Regions from separate parts of the Zea mays genome. Here region 1 is linked to region 2. The links are chromatin contacts, called in public Hi-C maps. All regions are on one chromosome and are shown on one strand. Each heading gives the region's core, a stretch centred on a gene start, on an enhancer-like site or on the middle of the called end of the contact. The rest is flanking DNA. Distances are from core to core; before and after follow the strand shown. Region 1 holds the start of LOC100285287 (senescence-associated protein DH). Region 2 has its middle 7.9 kb from the start of LOC103638844.

Evidence for each region. A called contact is a pair of places that touch in the nucleus more often than the background predicts.
Region 1: a Hi-C map of ear shows a contact between it and region 2, with 2.5 times the contacts expected there. The contact joins the promoter of LOC100285287 here to the enhancer-like site in region 2. A contact is called at or near these places in 4 of 25 Hi-C or Micro-C datasets (ear, leaf, leaf mesophyll and 1 more).

The regions. Positions count from the first base shown.
Region 1 is chr9:110,479,966-110,484,518 of Zm-B73-REFERENCE-NAM-5.0, forward strand. It overlaps LOC100285287 (senescence-associated protein DH), which reads left to right and starts at 2,025. Exons shown (of 2, transcript NM_001399012.1): 1 at 2,025-2,613; 2 at 4,476-4,553. The coding sequence starts at 2,110.
Region 2 is chr9:110,320,529-110,325,143 of Zm-B73-REFERENCE-NAM-5.0, forward strand. It overlaps the pseudogene LOC111590168. Among protein-coding and RNA genes, the nearest start is that of LOC103638844, 7.9 kb to the left of the region's middle. Within about 2 kb of position 1,498, at least 10 of the 20 cell types and tissues checked have an H3K27ac peak or open chromatin away from gene starts, as enhancers often do. A contact at or near this core is called in ear, leaf mesophyll and tassel, where this site is marked.

The sequences.
Region 1 (4,553 bases), core at 775-3,274, 160 kb after region 2:
ATGATTAATGAGATCATGGTCCAAAATTTATGTAATGAACAACGAGTTCATGATTTGGTATAAAAATATTAGTAGAGAGAATTAAATACAAATAATAAGTTGTATAATCAAGTTACCTTACACTAAGTTATACATCCACCACATATATAACGCTAATAATAACTATAATAGCAAGCAAGCAACACTCTCACCAACTACTTATACATTCACTATTTGATAAAAAAATAGGAAGTAAATAGGTAGTTAACAAGTTTGTTGTTCGTTTATAAAATAAAATGACAATATACACTAGGTTTGGTCGGGTTTAAAAAACCCACGGGTTCACGGGTTTGGGTACTATAGGAACAAACCCGTACCCATGAACCCGTCGGGTATACATTTATGCCCATTAACAAACCCATGGGTATGAAAATTGACCCAAACCCGTACCCTAATGGGGTAAAACCCCATCGGGTTTCGGGTTTCGGGTACCCATTGCCATCTCTAAGAAGTACGCTTCGGAGACAAGCCATTCGGTTGCCGTGCAGGGGAAGCAAAGCAAGTCGATGGCTTCTCGAAGAAGAGTTGTGGCTTACGGTGGAAGCTTGTCAATTTAAAAACATATTTTCGTACCGATAAAATACTATACGACGTTTTATCGACAACAATTACACACAACAAAACAGTCAATAGTATTTAATATTGACAATTCGAATTTATTAATTTAAAAATTAATAAATACACTTTTTTGCGCATCATTTGTATAGCGTGAATTGGGAAGAAAACAGAAAAAGAAATGGAAAAAGGGAATCTGTTAACACTGTAGCTTTAGGGGACCGAATTTAGGGGACGCTGCTGAAGACTGAGAATATATAGAGGACATAATCTTTTAGAGTGTTCTGTAAAGAACAGAAAATATTCTTTTAGGGGGACGCTGCTTGAGACAGCCTAAGCCTATCTATTATAGAATCTACTCAATTGTTCTGTGATTTGTGCAAATGTAACAGTTACAACAGATGCGAATACTTTGCCTACAAACAATATAGCATCTTCGACAATAAAATTACAAAATATTTTTGACGCGCGCAGGACGTGCGCCAGTGACTAGTAATTTTAAAAGTAGACAATAATTCATACTGACGGCATAGCAGGAACAAGTAACAAAACAGTGAAAGATTGCACATGCCGCACAAGCAAACAGAGTTTCTTTTTGAGGAATCAGCGAACAGAGTTTCTTGTGAACACCAGAGTGCCTGGTGGATTGATGAAGCGTGAAGCAGCAAAAAAGTGCCAAAAACGTTTCGTCGGCTGGAGAAAGGCCAAAACCCTTCAGACCTGCGCCTCCCTATTTTCGCATTCGAGTTTAGATCAAGAATTCGCCAATATGGAACTCATTTCTCTCTAATCTCACATTCATTGCAAAGAAGACTATCATTGCCATTGGCTCCTAGCAATTTGCACTTCGATAACTTACAATTGCAACGCAGGTAATGTACAGCTGGGGCTCAATGACCGTACTCCCTAGCTGAAAACTCTAATCTCTGAGATAAAATACTGTAGAATCAATATAATCCGATACAGATTAAAGCTAAGGGCGTGTTCGGCTGGCTACAAGCCGACACTGTTGCAGCTGTTTGGACTGCTGCAGCTGCAATCCATAGAGAGAAAAATACTGTAGAAGCCGCAGCCGCAGCCGGATTGCAGCCGCAGCAAGCCGCAGCGAACAAGCTGTAAGCGAACAGTCTTGGTAGACTGCTGCTGCAGCTGTCTATTCTCAGCAGAACACTGTCTTTTCCAATTTTCTGAAAACTATAAAATTGTTGGTGTAGTGGAAGAAATCTTGCGTTCAAGAGAGCCCCCAACCATACACAAGCTTTGCATCCAATAGCCCACCCACCAGCTGCGAAATCTCCTCCAAACAACAACTGAACCGGACAAAGAAAGAAGGCCAAAAAGGGAGTCTCCTTTCCAAGTTCAAAATTCGAAACGTCCCAAGAGAAACCGAAACCACCATAAAAACCAGCAACCAACCGTCATCGCCGCACAAGCGCACGCACTCCTCGCCGTGGACCAACTCCGAAGCCCCATCCCGTCCCAACTCCCAAGAGCCGAACGCGAGCGGCGGCCGCCATGGCGCGGTGCAGCAACGGCCTCCTGGGTCTCCTCAACGCGGGCGTGCTGGTCCTCGCCATCGTCGCGCTGGGGGGCGGCGCCTGGCTCAGCCACCGCGCGTCCACCACCGACTGCGAGCGGTTCCTCGAGCGGCCCGTCATCGCGCTGGGCGTGCTCCTCCTCGCGCTCTCCCTCGCGGGCCTGGCCGGCGCGCTCTGCCGTGCCTCCTGCCTCCTCTGGCTCTACCTCCTCGCGCTCTTCCTCCTCATCCTGCTCCTCTTCGCATTCACCGTCTTCGCGTTCGTCGTCACCAACCGCGGCGCCGGGTGGGTCGTCTCCGGCAGGGGGTACAAGGAGTACCGCCTCGGGGACTACTCCACCTGGCTGCAAAGGAGGGTGGAGAACTCGCAGAACTGGGCCAAGATCCGCAGCTGCCTCCAGGACGGCAAGGTCTGCCAGAAGCTTGCGTCCAGAAAGGAGACGGCCGCCCAGTTCGTCAACAGCAACCTCTCCCCGATCCAGGTACATGCACCGACTGCCGAGTTCTCCACGTTCTAAGTATTCCTGGATTATTGAATGTCAACAGAATTGCTGATTCTGTTCCGCATTTTCCTTTCGGGTGGATGAAGTTTACATCACACAATTTGTCTCCAATGAAGGCTTTTTTGGTAGATTTATTCGATTTATCATAGATCTCTACAATCATTATAATCCTGTAGATTTGCGTCATTTGCGGAAGTGTTGAATGTTGATTTCAAGTTTTTGTTCTGTTAGATTTTACGAGATTATAAATTATAATGATGAGCGACAGGCTTATCTGTTTGTGCGCATGGAGTTAGTACTGTTTGATGAATTTTGCGTAGGACCCTACAAGAATAGTTTAGATTCCACTTTTCACAAGTTTGAGCATGTACCCCAACGATTCATATGCTGCATTATTAATTCATTTGTTAGTTCCACTTGCGTTGTCTTTGAGCGTGGCTGCAGTTGCTTGGCTCTAGATACATCAAGCAGTTTCAGAGTGCTTTGGGCGGTTATGCCAATTTGTTGGTAAACAATATAATTTTTTACGGCAGCCCATGTTTTATATGAATCTATGCCGCGGGTATTTCAGTTCCGGCGAACTGTACCACCACTATTCTTATACTGCATTGTTGGTTAATACCCTAGTTCCTCTTCAATTATCTTTGGGTGTGGCTGTAGTAACTTGTCTATAGATCCAGAAATCAATTTCTAACTGCATTAGATGGTTATACCAGTTCATCGGTAAAGATCAATTGAAGTCTTTATATAGTTATTAATAAACTGATGTTTCTGGTAAACCACCGTGACAGCGTGACTGAATTTCATGGCACGTCCATGTAATACAATTTTCTGAAGAAGCAAGAGCAATGTGCTATAATTCCATAAGCATAACTGCCTTGGTGAATGGTAATTTGTTCTTTTTGTATCTGGGCATCCGTTGTTGTGCTGAAAAAAAAATTGTATGATCCTTGTACCAAGAGGTGCTTCTGGTTGTAAGTTGGATTTGGAGGTACCAAATTCCATTCCATATTATAATTGTACTACTCATCTGAAATTTGGCATTGGGTCTATCACTGAGATATAATGATTTGCTGAACTTAGGGCCTGTTTGGAACCACCAGTTTTTAAGAAACTGGTTTATGGAAACTAGTTGGTTCCAAACATACCAGTTTATGCCCCAGTTTATAGAAATTGGATTCACGATTTCTTTAAAAACCAAGAGCCTAACCTCTCCTAGCTAAAAAAAAAAACTGGTTTCTTAAAAACTGGATTGCTTCCAAACATCACATTAGTCTTATTTGTCATTTTGCCTAAGGGTGTTTGCTTTAGATTGTCATGTTAGCTTTTGTGAATTACCAACAAATGATGCTGACGTTTGATAGACCTTCCTCACTCCTCAGTACCATAATTTATGGGTAAGGGTATCGTATTATTGGTTTGTGGAGCAGGGTACTCTTACATGGGGACCATGATCATGTTTATATAATCAAAACGTGTCTACTTCAGCCTTGACTTTTGAGCCAAATGTTCACTGAATATAGGAGTTTCTCTGGATGAACTGGGTTTTTTTTCTGAGCTGTTAGCCAACATTTGAAATTCCATTTCTTGCCTTTTCTGCAACGCCCCTCCACTGGCAGTTCCCTTGTGAATGTGTACCTGAATAATTTATCATTGATGGTTTCATTCCTGTAATTTACTGAAACCAAAGTGGCATGTTGTCTGTTGACCTTGCTATATGACCGCTTCACAGCCCTTAGCAATATTCTACTCCACCCAGTACATTTTGCTTGAACTTTACGCATTTTCATTCCATAAAGAAACTGATTCCTATGCAGCTAATGAACCTATCTCATGTCCAGTCTGGATGCTGCAAGCCACCAACGGGTTGCAACTTCACCTACCAGAGCGAAACTGTCTGGACCAAGCCCGCTGGTTTC
Region 2 (4,615 bases), core at 248-2,747:
TACCAGCGTCAAGGGGGGGAGGTGCGGTGCGGCGATCAGTTATTATTAGTTGGGGAGTGGCAGTTCAGGTGCGGCCGTCGCTGATCGGGCTAGCCGCCCACACTCCAGCTCCAGCTCCAGCGCAGCGAATTCAAGTTTCAGGCGGCGTTTGTGCCGCCTCCGATCGAGCTCATCATCAGCTGTGACCAGGTCTCCCGACCACCCGCGCAGACCCCATGCATCCCGGCCGGCCCAACGCTGCTTCCTGCTTCGTTCGCGCATAACCTCCTGCCAACGGTTCCGGTCGACCCAGTCCACTGCCTCAAGTGATTTCTACATGTTTTTAGTAAACGTCTTCAAATCCCTTGCTGTTGTTGTCTGAACACATGTGACATACTCGATCTCTGTATTATTATTTTCTGATTTTTTTATATGCCATGCTTGTCTTTAAGTCATGATGACCTGCGCAGTACGAGCGTGTGTGATATATGGCCTCAAAACACCGTCCACATCACAGGGGCGGATCCATGAAAACGAAGGAAAAAAAAAGAATTCAGAATGGAACAGATATAACCTCACTGTACAAGTGTTAACTAGCCCTCGTCTGCAATTCTGCATAGTCCGAGCAACATTTGAACGCATTCACTTTTCTGTTAATCCCGCAAATGTATGGACTGTGGCATTTATATTGCTCAGTAGCCAGAAACACTGCTGAAGTTGATTAGTTCAGGCCTTGCACATTTAGAGTATAACTAATGCTGCTACTAATAAGTAGCTACTTGCGATGCTGCATCCGTAGGAGTATCGCACTCACCGCAAAGGCCAAAGGCCTCGCATGTGCATCTAAAGTCAGGTACAGTGGAGAGATATCAAAACGGTTCTCAAAGCACAAGAGATAACTATTAATAAATACAGAAGTAGATACATCTATACAACATCAGATCGATAAAACGGAAGACGAGTTCTTACAGTGCAAAGTGAGACGTCTGTCGCTATTTAGGTTACGAGCCAGATATATCTATTCAAGCATAGATGACTTCACGATTTTTTTTTAAAAAACTCAATTTTTAAACACCTCTAAAACATCTACATTAAACAACATTGTATATGCCCTAATCAGCTTTCCCTACTGTAACCCGGTGACAGCGGTGCGCGGTGCAAGTACAAGTACAGGTGCCCGCAGCCACACAGGCTACAGTAGTACAGTTCTACACGAAATCAATGGCTAGCAGAAGACAGATGCCTGTGTTTGGACTGGAGCACGAGGGAGTCAGGCATGGCGGCAGGACCTGCCGCAGCAGCAAATGCAATGGACTCGCTCAGACAGGAGTCTATGATGAACGAGACAGCAGGGGAGGAGGAAGGGCTGCGAGAGCGCCGAGAAAATATCCAAAACCCAACTCCCAACCGCACATGCGGACGCGTGGGGATGCTTCTCGCCGCCTTCCCGCGCGCTACCGGCTGGGCTATTGTTCATTGGCAGGTAGCCCGGGGACTCGGGAGGCCGGGACGGCGGACGGGGACGCGGTTGCAGCAGCGGTCGTCAGCCCGGTGGTCGGCACAGTGGGCACTGGGCACCGCCGGGGAGACTGAGACTGGCATAATAATGAGGCCGCTGCGGGAGCTAGCGCGCGCTGAGTGGCCAACGCCAGGCTACGCACGCAGGTCGATTGGCCGGGGCACTGGCCGCGAAATTTAAAACAGCTTGATTGCCATCGCAACGCAGCAGAGCATGGCAGTTTTACCTCGGCAGGCAGCTGCGTACTAGCACTGGTACAAGTTGTACGGTACGGACAGAGGTAACCACTAGAGCAAGACAGCAAGTATATATATAATAGGTATATGCCCGTGCGTTGCAACGGGGGCACTTATACACAAATATGTCATTGTTTAGTGATACTATCAAGAATCAACTCAACAATCATAACAAGTGAGTTGATCTAGGTACTTCACTAAATCATAGTTACATGCCCGTGCGTTGCGACGGGAGTAAAAAATAGATACAGATCGACAGACATCACTATGATATACAAAATGCAGACAAGTACATAGCTTCTGTTAATAATCGTTTGTGATGGACGTCAAATACCAAAATCGACTATAGAAAATATTGGATCCTTTCCCCTTTCACAAACTATGTCTTAACAAAGTTTCAAGTCACATGCACTGCATGAGAAAAAATAAGTTACCACAGAAAAAGATGGTACAAACATTATGCCATTGTAGACCTTATACTTGGACAAGAACATCACAAGAGAAGCAGAACAAAGCTACACCGCCAAGATCCAGAAGTAGACAATCTTCGTGGGCTTCCACCGGAAAGTTGATCACTATACCAAACTTTTAATTCTCTGTATCATCATTATCCTCTTCCACTTGATCGACAACACGAGCATCCAACGTTACGCTCGGTGCCCAGACCAGCAGCTTTGCACCTTCTTGAATCAAGCCCTGCAGGCTGCAACTCCCTTTTGCTCAAACCTGTCCATGAAATCATCAGAGCGCTCGCATGGCAGATAATTTCATTAGGTGATTTAATTAGAATATTCTCAAAGCATATTCTATTCCTTGATTTCTAGATGGCCCAACATATGGCCGAAACGGCCACGATATGAACATGTTTGGTTTGTGGCACAAGCTTCTGCAACCACAACCAGCACTGGTTCACATCAGAAATGTATGGTCCGGTTGCATTTTGGATACTATAGACTTGAATGCTTAATGGCCTATAGCTGAGAAAATGTTTAAACTGGTACGATTCTGAATTCAAATAACATATGTGCTTTTATACAACCACCTAAGTCTAGTACACTATCATAGAACTCCATAAGTAGCACCTTGAATGAACTTAGAACATGCTAAAATGCACAGATATGATTATCAAATTTCCTAGGCAAAAGTACATCAATTACCTAAAAAGAAATGAAAGTCATAATATCATTGTCATATCAAAGCTATATTCTCATATCAAAATTATCTGATACTGTAATCTCTAATCCAAAAATATAAACAGAAAATGAATGCTCGGAAATCATAATTACAAATATTCAAGCTTAAGCAACTTCCCAATGGCAGCTGGCAATGGACCACCAAGATATCTGTTTGAGCCAGATCTCTGCAAAGCAATGCTCAGAAAGTGAGTGATTGAGTCGTAGTGTAAACTGTGAAACATAGAAGCATCTTTCAAAAGAAAAAGTTACATTATGGCGATACTCACAAGATCCTTAGCTTAGTCAGACTTCCTATATCATCACTCAGACGTTTTAGTTTTTGTCTTCAATGTGGCTAACCTCCACGACATAATCCCTCATGAGCTTTGTATTGGCCTCATCAACAATCTGTAGACAGTGGAAGGCAACAGAGCATAACAAATTGCGACACTAAACAATGTTGTTTTTTCTAAAAAATTACTGGATGTGATCTGTCTTTTGGAGATAATTGACACGATTTTACTGAGCAACAAATAGTAGATGGGGCAGAAGATTAATAACTCAACCTTGAATGATAATTTCTTCAAATTGTTCCGCTAAAATTCGTTCTTCACATATGCAGATTGGACCTACAGTCGCACTAATACATCACCCAACCCCTGTTAGGGTTAGGGTTTCCCATTCTAACTCATTTGAATCCCTTCCAAACATAGGCAGTGAAAACTAAGTTGAATTAGAATATGGCACCAGTTACGAATGCTCTCTGATCAGTACGCACCTCTAGAATCCTCATGGTTGTTTGCTTCCAGGACGAGACGAGAGATGAAACCACATATGCCTCAGTAATTTCATACGCTGTTTCACCAAAGGATCGAAGCCAGTAAAACAGCATGCGGTTCAAGAACTGGACTTACCGAGTCCCTTGAGCCTTGGAGACTCGTGTATCATCTTTTCGTAGAAAATCTCAGTGTCATTCATAGAGGTACCGGTGATGAACTCATTCAACTTGAATTAAGCTTCCCTATTGTAACTTTTATTGATGATCCAAATAAACGAGTGAAAAAGTAATCAAAGTACCATTTGGAGTCCCTTTGGCAATCACTTGGGACATGAAATCTCAAATTAATTTTAGTATACAAATTAATTTTCAGAATAAAGAATGCCAACCTCAAGCTGAGCAAGGACAATGCGGACATCGATGTAGTTAAAGAAGTGGCTTGAGGTTGATCATTGCCTTCTGCTCCAGTGAACCCTCCCCAAAGACTGAATGATCACCAACCACAACCATAATATATAAGTGCGGTGACTATGCAGTGCAGTTGCTAAATGGATCAAGGAGGAGCAAAGTAGATGCAGATGGAGAGTCGAGAAGTGAACGATTAGGTACCTAGAACGTACATCTTGCTGCACCTCCACTGGGAGGAGGACGCGCCCAACCTAGGCACCTTTGAGCGGAAGGACGGCGACACTGCACTCCATGACCAAGAAGCGCACACTCACTCTGCTCTAGCGCTCTTCACTGATGCAACGTGGACCTGAAAGTATGCCAGATAGGCGTCGCGTGGATATAAAGTCAAAAATGGCGTAGGAGATATTTGCCGGGTACCAGGTCTATTCCTACATATAAGTACATAGCTTCTTCTAACCTAAAATGCACAATAAGGATTCATTTACCTTGAACACTGAAAGGGAATTAGGCTTACACC